Linked DNA regions of Sus scrofa: regions 1 and 3 are each linked to region 2. A link is a contact called in public Hi-C and HiChIP or PLAC-seq data. All regions are on one chromosome and are shown on one strand. The core of a region is the stretch at or near the end of the contact, and the rest is flanking DNA. Distances in the headings are between cores, read along the strand shown. Region 1 holds the start of SCRN2 (secernin-2). Region 2 holds the start of SP2 (transcription factor Sp2). Region 3 holds the start of PNPO (pyridoxine-5'-phosphate oxidase).

Region 1 (2,700 bases), core at 9-2,508, 59 kb after region 2:
GGTTGCGTGCAGGTTCGATCCCTGCCTTTGCTCAGTGGGTTAACGATCCGGCGTTGCCGTGAGCTGTGGTGTAGGTTGCAGACACGGCTCAGATCCCGCGTTGCTGTGGCTCTGGCGTAGGCTGGCAGCTACAGCTCCGATTAGACCCCTAGCCTGGGAGCGACCCAAGAAATGGCAAAAAGACAAAAAAAAAAAAAAAAAAAAAAATTGTTATAAAAAAAGGCTGGTGATAGAGATGGTTTATAGAGGAAAAATGACCAGGAAAGCAGAAAATCTGGGCTCGGAGTCTACCTCCACACAAATATATGTGCCCTCTTGGCCGGACTTCTCCTTTGCTGTTTCAGTTTCACTAGATGTAAAGGCATCAAATCTTTAGACTAGAAATTTCCAAATTTCCTTTTATTGTTTTTTATTTTTTAATTTTTAAATTTTTTTTTTTGGCTTTTTAGAGCCACACGTGTGGCATATGCAGGTGCCCAGGCTAGGGGATGAATCCGAGCTGTAGTTGCTGGCCTACACCACAGCCACAGCAAGGCGTGATCTGAACCACCGTCTGCGACCTATGCCACAGCTCATGGCAACTCCAAATCCTTAACGCACTGAGCAAGGCCAGGGATCGAACAGCCTCATGGATGCTAGTCAGTTTCACTTCCACTGAGCCATGAAGGAAATGCCCAAATTTCCTTTTAAAGCTAACTTCCAATGGTTTGTTTGAGCACTCGGAGGCAGAACTGGCCTTTTGGGGGTCAGAAGGATTTTCTGCACTTGTGCTTTTTAAAAAATGCATTATTCTTAAATTATTCTAACACCTCTTGGCCTGGGACCACTCTTATAGATCTTATTTCCAAGGGGTTGGGAGTGGGAGGTGGGTGATGGCGGGGAGTAGGAGGAACAGGGGAGGAGGGTTGAGGCGGGGGTGGGGGCAACCACCTGGAATTGTGCTTTTGGAATTCAAACCAAGATGCAAATAGCTGAGGTTTCTCCTTCATCTCCAGATGGCCCAGCAGTCCCTGGTCTCTAACAAATCAGCCAGGTTTTTCCTTCTTCCCTTTTCATGTGGTTACCTTGCCACCCCCACCTCCCGCTCCCGGCAGGACCCCATTGGAAGAGCTCGCAGCTTCGTTGTGGCTTTTATCCGGCCTGGAAGTGACGCTCGGATAGCGCAGGTAGGCGGCCTGCAACACTTGGAGGGTCGCCTCGCTCCAAAAAGCGGTGCTGGCGCGCACCCTGGTGGAAAACGGAGGAACTGCAGATCCGTTTCCGGCTCCGCCCCCAGGTCCAAAGCCTTCCAGGTCACCTAGGAGCCTCCGCCCCTTGGGACCGACCTGACTCGAAGCCGAGGCAATGGCTCTCAGGACTAAGCTGGAGATCTTGGAGGGAGAGAGGGTGAGGGGCGTACAGTACTGGAGCAGCGAGAAAGGGTGGACAGAAGAGGGGCGTGGGACTCTTGGAGGGGGGTGGGTAGCGCGGAAAAAGCTCCCGCGACAGTCTCAAAGGGCCAAGACCCCCGTCTTGGCAGGGCCTTTGGGGCGTGCGGTCGGCGCATGTCTGAGAACTCCCGATCCTGAAGCTTGGGGAGAGAGTGGGTGTCTCTGTTAGCGCACGCTTGAGCATCTAGTGTGCGTGCGGTGCTGAGCGTCCAGAATCCTACGGCGGTGTCTTCCCTGAGTGTCTGCTCAAGTTGGGAGAGGGGCTTCTAGGACTGCGCCCCGGCCAGGACGGTGGAGAGGTGGCTTGAGAGGGACATACTCATCCCCACCTCCCCCCAGATGGCATCGTGGAGCCCTGACACCCCATGTTCCTGCGACTGCTTTGTCTCAGTGCCCCCAGCCTCAGCCATTCCCGCCGTGATCTTTGCCAAGAACTCGGACCGACCCCGGGATGAGGTGCAGGAAGTGGTGTTTGTCCCAGCAGGCACTCACGCCCCTGGAAGCCGGCTCCAGGTGGGTTAGGCCTTATAGGATGCTGGGTGCTCTGGCAGAACTAGGCATTCTTCTAAGACCTTCCTTCTCTGCTCCCCACTCCTGGAAAGCTGCCAGATGTGGTGAAAGAAGCATGAGCTTTGAGTCTAGCAATTGGGAACTAACCTATAATTTAGCCTCTGGATCTCAGTTTGCTCATCTGGAAAACGGGAATAATAAGTGCTTCCTCAAAGGGCTGTGGAAAGTGATGCGCACCAGGTCCCCACTTCGTAGGTACTCCCCCTTTCTGAGTGGACCCTCTCTCTCTCCTCCCTTATCTCCAGTGCACCTACATCGAGGTGGAACAGGTGCCAAAGACCCATGCTGTGATCCTGAGCCGCCCTTCTTGGCTGTGGGGGGCTGAGATGGGCGCCAATGAGCATGGTGTCTGCATTGGCAACGAGGCGGTGTGGACCAAGGAGCCAGTTGGCGAGGGGGAAGCCCTGCTGGGCATGGATCTGCTCAGGTGTGGACCCTGCCTTCCCTCGTCCCCTCCGTACACCAGTAATTTGGGGCTAAGACCTGACCCGGGCCATCTTCCCAAGTCTGGTTCATAGGCGCTGCCCACTTTGGGCCTACTTTATCATCTCCAGGGAGGCTGTCCCTGCCCCTCCTCTCTCCTGGCCCCATGTCCACAGTCTGGAAGGAGGTCCCAAATGTGGCCATCTTTGGATCTCTCCTGGCCCAGAAATAGGGCAGTGGTTTAAACTTTTTTTTTTTTTTTTTTTTTAGGGCCATG
Region 2 (2,834 bases), core at 57-2,556:
CATTGCTTAAAGCAGATCTCCTGGCTCCTCCCTCCCTTTCTCTAAGAAAACGATTAAGTGACCAAGAAGTAGCCTCAGAAGAAGAAACAAACTTAGGAGAATGTGCACTGAGAAAAGCCAGACTGAGTCCCTTCGGATCAGGTTAATTAAGAAACAAACACAACAGTATATTGGAATCAAAACCAAAGAATGCACTGAGGACAGGTTTCTCAACTGCCCAGAGGAGAAGACACAGTTCCTTTTCATCTAAAATTAGAAAGCCACCGGGAACATAAGCCAAGAAAGCATGGGTAGGAGGCTGAGAACCATAAGTCAGCAACGGGGATGGAGAGGGGGTGGAGGAAGAAAGTTAAGCATCCATTTTATTGCTTCTGTCATTCCTTCGGTTTGTTCCTGGCCTTTGGGATTCAGCAGTGCTCCCTCCCCCCGCCCCCCCAACGGGATGCCTGGTACAGGCTGGAAGTTCTGTTAACAAGTTCTTAAACGTCCCACAATTTTGCTAAGAGCTGGCAGATATCTAGCTGGAGGCTCAAGGATGCAAGTGAAATATTAAAAGGTTTCTGCCCACCCCGCAGTCTAAGCAGAGAGGTCATCTACCTAGGGAGTGCCCTCATGTCCTGACACCATCTCTCGACTGGGATACATCAGTAACTCGGTTGGCTTCCAAGCCCAGCAGTGCCCATGTGGTTGGCGCCCTCGGAATTTCAAGCATTCCCCCGCCCCTCTCTGCTCTCGGGAGAATCCTGAATCACTGGTGGGCAAATAGAGTGAGAATGCAAAAGGGTCCCCGAACACAGGGCAAGCGCACAGGGCGTCGACCGCCTCCTCGAAGCCGACCCAGGCAACGTCTCCGGGCCTGGCAGCGCTCAAGCGGGTCGGCCAGGCCGAGGGGGGTGCCAGGCCGGCCCCGGGTGCCCGCTCCTCTCGCCAGCCCCCGGAAGCGCCGCCCTCCCGCCCAGCGGGCTCCGAGGGGGCGGGGAGTCGAACACCCCCTTCCGGGTGCCTCCGCCCGGCTGGCCAGCCCCGCTCCTCCTCCGGGCGGGAATCCTCCCTCCCCGCCCCTCCCGGAGCCGGGCCCCGGCGCCAGGCCCGGCCCCAGGGGGGAACCCTCAGCCCCGGCTCCCCCTCCCTGCGGCCTCTGCCCGTCTTCCCGACCCTTGAGAGCCGGAAAGACCCCGCCGGCAGCGGCCAGGACCCACCGCTCATTACGACATCTTCCTCCCTGGCCTCCGCCGCCTCCGCCGCCACCGAGAGCCTGACACCGCCCGCCTAGCACCCACCAATCCCGGAGCCCGCCACCGCCCGAGCGACGGCAGCGTTCACCAATTAGAGTTCGGTACATTGGGGACCGACAGCAGTACTAACCAATCAAAGAGATGTATCTAGAGCGACGTTGGTTTGGCCAATAAACCTGTGAAATGTCACTGATGGACCGTAGAGGGCACCAACCGGAAGCCTACTGTAGAATGAACGACATGTCCGCCAGCCAACTGGCGGGAGGCAAAGTCCCGCCCACGAGGTGGTTGATGGACAGCAACAGGAAGCTGGATAAGGCGGGGCTTAGCTGAGGAGTGGTTTTGTATTGGTAGTGGTTGACCTTCCACCCACCTCTAACCCAGAAGATGACTGACAGATCTGCCCTAAAGCCAATCAGAAGTCCTCAGGGTGAGGCCGAAAAATGCCCTATAAATAGCATCTACTTTGCACCTTAATCGAGTGTTGCCCTGGCCTGGCGAGGGTTCCTGCGCTTCGGCCACTCAACTACTGCCTGGTGAGTGGAAAACCACCAGTCTCATTTAGTCCCTCACCCTTCATCGCTTCTGGAGAGGGGAATGAGCCCCGAGGTGACTTTGTACAGCGAGGCGTTGGAGTCGGACACAATAGCGAGAGTTGGGGCTGTGTGACTCTTCTGAAGTGAGGGGATTATTTTCATCGTCTCAGTTGAAATCCCTCTTAATCCTCACATGGTTATTTATTGCATCGACTCCTTGATTTGGGCACAGAATCACCCGAAGCTCTCCAAAAAGTAGATTCCCGGGGCCGCCTCATGTGTCCGGGGCAAACCTGGAATATGCATTCTAACCAGCGCCTCCGGTGGACAGAATTGGTCCGTGCCCGACTCACCTCCTTAAATGAGGTGCTGTGAGTACAGCACTTGGCAGGAGCTACGTGGGTAGGTTTCTCTTTCCTATGGATGCGAACTTGGGAAGGCATTCATTAGTAAGAAGAAATCCATTCTGGTTTCAGACCAGCCTGTATTTGAAGTTTTACACAGTCCACTTGCAGAGAGGCAGGGTACCGAAACTCCCTGCACCTTATGGAAAAAAGAGGCTAATTGCAACCACACCTTAGAGCAATGGCTTTTTTTCTTTACTTTTCTTCTCGTTTTTTAAAATCATAGCCCCACAGTGAGAAATACATTTGCATTATGACCTATTACACTTATAACTCCTGTGAGAGTATGATAAAAGTTTTCAGACACAATACTTACCCTTTCTACTTGTGATGCACTGATGTTTTCTAGCCTGTCCTCTTATTTTTTTTGTTTGTTTGTTTTTTGTTTTTTAGGGCCACACCTGTGGTATATGGACATTCCATGGCTAGGGGTCAAATTGGAGCTGCAGCTGCCAGCCTACACCACGGCCACAGCAACACCAGATCCGAACCACATCTGTGACCTACACCACAACTCACAGCAATGCCGGATCCTTAACCCACTGAGCAAGGCCAGGGATCGAACCCGAATCCTCATGGATACTAGTCGGATTTGTTTCTGCTGTGCCACAATGGGAACTCCCTGTTGTATTTTATTCTTTATTCCCTCCCTCCCTCCT
Region 3 (2,700 bases), core at 102-2,601, 39 kb before region 2:
AAAAACAGAACCTAGGAAGTAGGCTCTGTTAGCCTCATCTTATAGGTGAGGAAACAGACATAAAAAAGGGTCGCACAGCTAGTGATGGACAAGTCAGGGTTTCATGTTATGAGTGTCAAACCACTCACCCCTGGGAAGGCTAAAAAGAAAAAGACAGATTCCTGGGCTCCACCCTGCAAACTCTCATTCAGTAGATCTGAGGTTTAATGAAAAGCTGCCTGGTTTGGTTTTTTGTTTGTTTTGTTTTTGCTTTTGTCTTTTTGCCTTTTCCAGGGCAGCTCCCGCAGCACATGGAGGTTCCCAGGCTAGGAGTCCAATCGGAGCTGCAGCCACCGGCCTATACCAGAGCCACAGCAACGCAGGATTTGAGCCGCATCTGCGACTTACACCACAGATCAAGGCCAGGGATCGAACCCGCAACCTCATGGTTCCTAGTCGGATTCGTTAAGCACTGAGCCACGATGGGAACTCCGAAAAGCTGCCTGTTTAACAAGCATTTCTGGAAATGCTCACATGCAACCAGATCTGGTAACCGGGCTCTGGGCCCCAATTCCAAAATAGTTCTCTTGGTTTCTCTCCTAAGGAAGGAAACAGGCAATAAGAGCCAGGAGCTTTCTCTCCACCCACTAAGTTAGTCCTCCTCCCTCCATGTTACTTATTTATCAAACATTATAAGCCGATGATCATTGCTCTAGGCACTTTATAAATATCAAAGTCCATAACATCCCCATGAGGTCGATACCATGACTTCTCAGGTGAGGAAACTGAGGCCAGAAAGGTGAGTAAATCGCCCAAGGAGTGCGCCAGGCGACCGGCAGGATTCCACCCAAGTGGGCCTCAGAGGGAGAGCCTTGACCCCCTAAGACAAGCCGCCTCTGGAGTCCATCTTGATCTTCCTTTCCCCAGAACCCCTCCCCTGCCGGTTGTCTTTCAACTCCCCTTCTCCCACGGTGACGACTCCGAGCCCCATGGGGTGGACCAGAAACCCCGAAGGGTTCCTCCCATTCCCCTCCCCTCCGGAGATGACTCCGGTTCCCTGTGCTCCCGACCCTGCCGAGGCCCAGCCCCGCGGTGGCACCTCTCGCTCCCCGCAGTAACTCTTGCGCATCGGCCCCAAGTCCATGACTGCACCGCGACTGCACAGGTGGCGGGCGTAGCGGGGCCACTGGGCAGGTCGACCGAACGTCACGATGACGCCCCGAAGTCCACAAGTCATGGGGGTGCCGGCCACGTGACCCGGCGTCGCTCCGCGCTGTGTTCCTTTGGATTCGGAACCAGTTTCTTAGCCCGGGAATCTACCCCAGCAAGGAAGAACTTGCCCTTAGCCCTAAGTCCTCGGAGCCAATGGGAACCCAGGGTCGGTGGAGGGAGCCAGGCGCGGAGAGGCCATTGGCCAGAGCTTTCCAGGAGTGAAGCCAATTAGAGCGAGAACAAAGGAACCCGACCGCCAATGGGAGGCGCCTCCGGGGGCGGGAGCAGGGAGACAAGGAAATGCTGTCACCGCCGTTAACACGCACGTGGAGGTTTGTTAAAGGTATAGGGACTGCAGCAGCCCAGGCTGGGGGGGGGGGGGCAGGGGATGAGCCGCTGGGGGGCTTGAGGGGAGCGGTCATGTTCAGCGGCCAGCCCCTAGCAGGTGCCTGAAGAGAGGCTTAGTGCAGGACGTACCCCCTGGAGGAGGGTGGTAGCCTGGAAAGGACAAATGGAAAATGGAATTAGGGGCCAGACTCTGAGGCAAGGTGTAGGGGAAACACAGAAAGGGGCGATCTGATGAGGAAAAGAAATTGGGGTTGGAGAGTGGGAGAGGTTGAACTGACTTGTGGATCTCAGGGAACAGGTGCTGTGTAGTGTGTGAGCTTGGAGAGGCATTCTGAGGTCTGGGGAGGTGCAGTGGGGTCAGGAGGAGAATATGGGCAAGAAGGCTGAGTGGGAAAGGGGAAGAGGAAAATTTGGGATCAAGCCATCCCCAGACCAGAACTGTCTTCCTCTTCCAGCTCTGAATCCCTTCTCTCCAGCCTCACGTCTTTAACCTGGGTCAGAGCATGCTGCTCCCTTTCCTCGAGGTTTCCTCTTTTGTGGTTGCAGCAGAGTTCACACTAGCCAGTGTTCTGGTGGATGGAAAGACTGCCCCACCTCTCCAGGGCCACCCCCCATCTTTGCTAAGTTTCCCCATGTTCACATTTTGCCCTTTCTGGGAGTTTAGTTCCCAGGTCAGTGCCAGCCATAGCCGAGGGCACAGGGGTGCAGTCCCTTCCAGGCTGTGGACTCAGGGCTAAGAAATAGGACACCTGTCAGTGTCCATTACAGCTTTGACCTGGCTGGGGCAGCCTTGGATCAAGGCCTCTCTGTAATCCTGGTTTCCACCAACATCAGGAAGGGGAGCTGCAAGAGCCATCTAGGCAGGCACCCCAGGACTGTGCCAGGTAAGGGGAACTTCCTACCCTGCCCAGGTGCCTGCATTACAGCTAAGTTTCATTAAGCCCTACATAAGATACCTGTCATTCTTTATTATGTGCGTGGTAGCTTGAGCCAAAGAGAATCTGGAAGACAAATTTGCTGCGAAGAAATAATATACGTTTTAAGACTTAATGATGTTGATCTATGGATTTTCCGCTGGTTGAAATTTTTTCTGTTGCCGTCATTTTTCTCCACCAACATAACTGAGAGTTGACAGGACTTTGTCGCTGAAGTTGTCTTTCC

What was found. A called contact is a pair of places that touch in the nucleus more often than the background predicts. HiChIP or PLAC-seq counts read pairs in DNA pulled down with a chosen protein or histone mark.
Region 1: a Hi-C map of skeletal muscle shows a contact between it and region 2, with 4 times the contacts expected there. The contact joins the promoter of SCRN2 here to the promoter of SP2 in region 2. A contact is called at or near these places in 4 of 5 promoter capture datasets (fetal liver, fetal skeletal muscle and liver), 27 of 47 Hi-C or Micro-C datasets (alveolar macrophages, blood, brain and 14 more) and 2 of 2 datasets of contacts at active chromatin or transcription factors (alveolar macrophages and skeletal muscle).
Region 3: an H3K27ac HiChIP or PLAC-seq map of alveolar macrophages shows a contact between it and region 2. The contact joins the promoter of PNPO here to the promoter of SP2 in region 2. A contact is called at or near these places in 2 of 5 promoter capture datasets (fetal liver and liver), 20 of 47 Hi-C or Micro-C datasets (adipose tissue, alveolar macrophages, brain and 12 more) and 2 of 2 datasets of contacts at active chromatin or transcription factors (alveolar macrophages and skeletal muscle).

Annotation. Positions count from the first base shown.
Region 1 is chr12:24,093,721-24,096,420 of Sscrofa11.1, reverse strand. SCRN2 (secernin-2) reads left to right here and starts at 1,258. Exons shown (of 8, transcript XM_003131533.4): 1 at 1,258-1,386; 2 at 1,770-1,943; 3 at 2,246-2,427. The coding sequence starts at 1,345.
Region 2 is chr12:24,152,559-24,155,392 of Sscrofa11.1, reverse strand. SP2 (transcription factor Sp2) reads right to left here and starts at 1,306. Exons shown (of 9, transcript XM_021067084.1): 1 at 1,200-1,306.
Region 3 is chr12:24,191,499-24,194,198 of Sscrofa11.1, reverse strand. It overlaps PNPO (pyridoxine-5'-phosphate oxidase), which reads right to left and starts at 1,351. Exons shown (of 6, transcript XM_021067086.1): 1 at 1,079-1,351. The coding sequence starts at 1,216. LOC102162548 (a long non-coding RNA gene) reads left to right here and starts at 1,395. Exons shown (of 3, transcript XR_002337146.1): 1 at 1,395-1,534.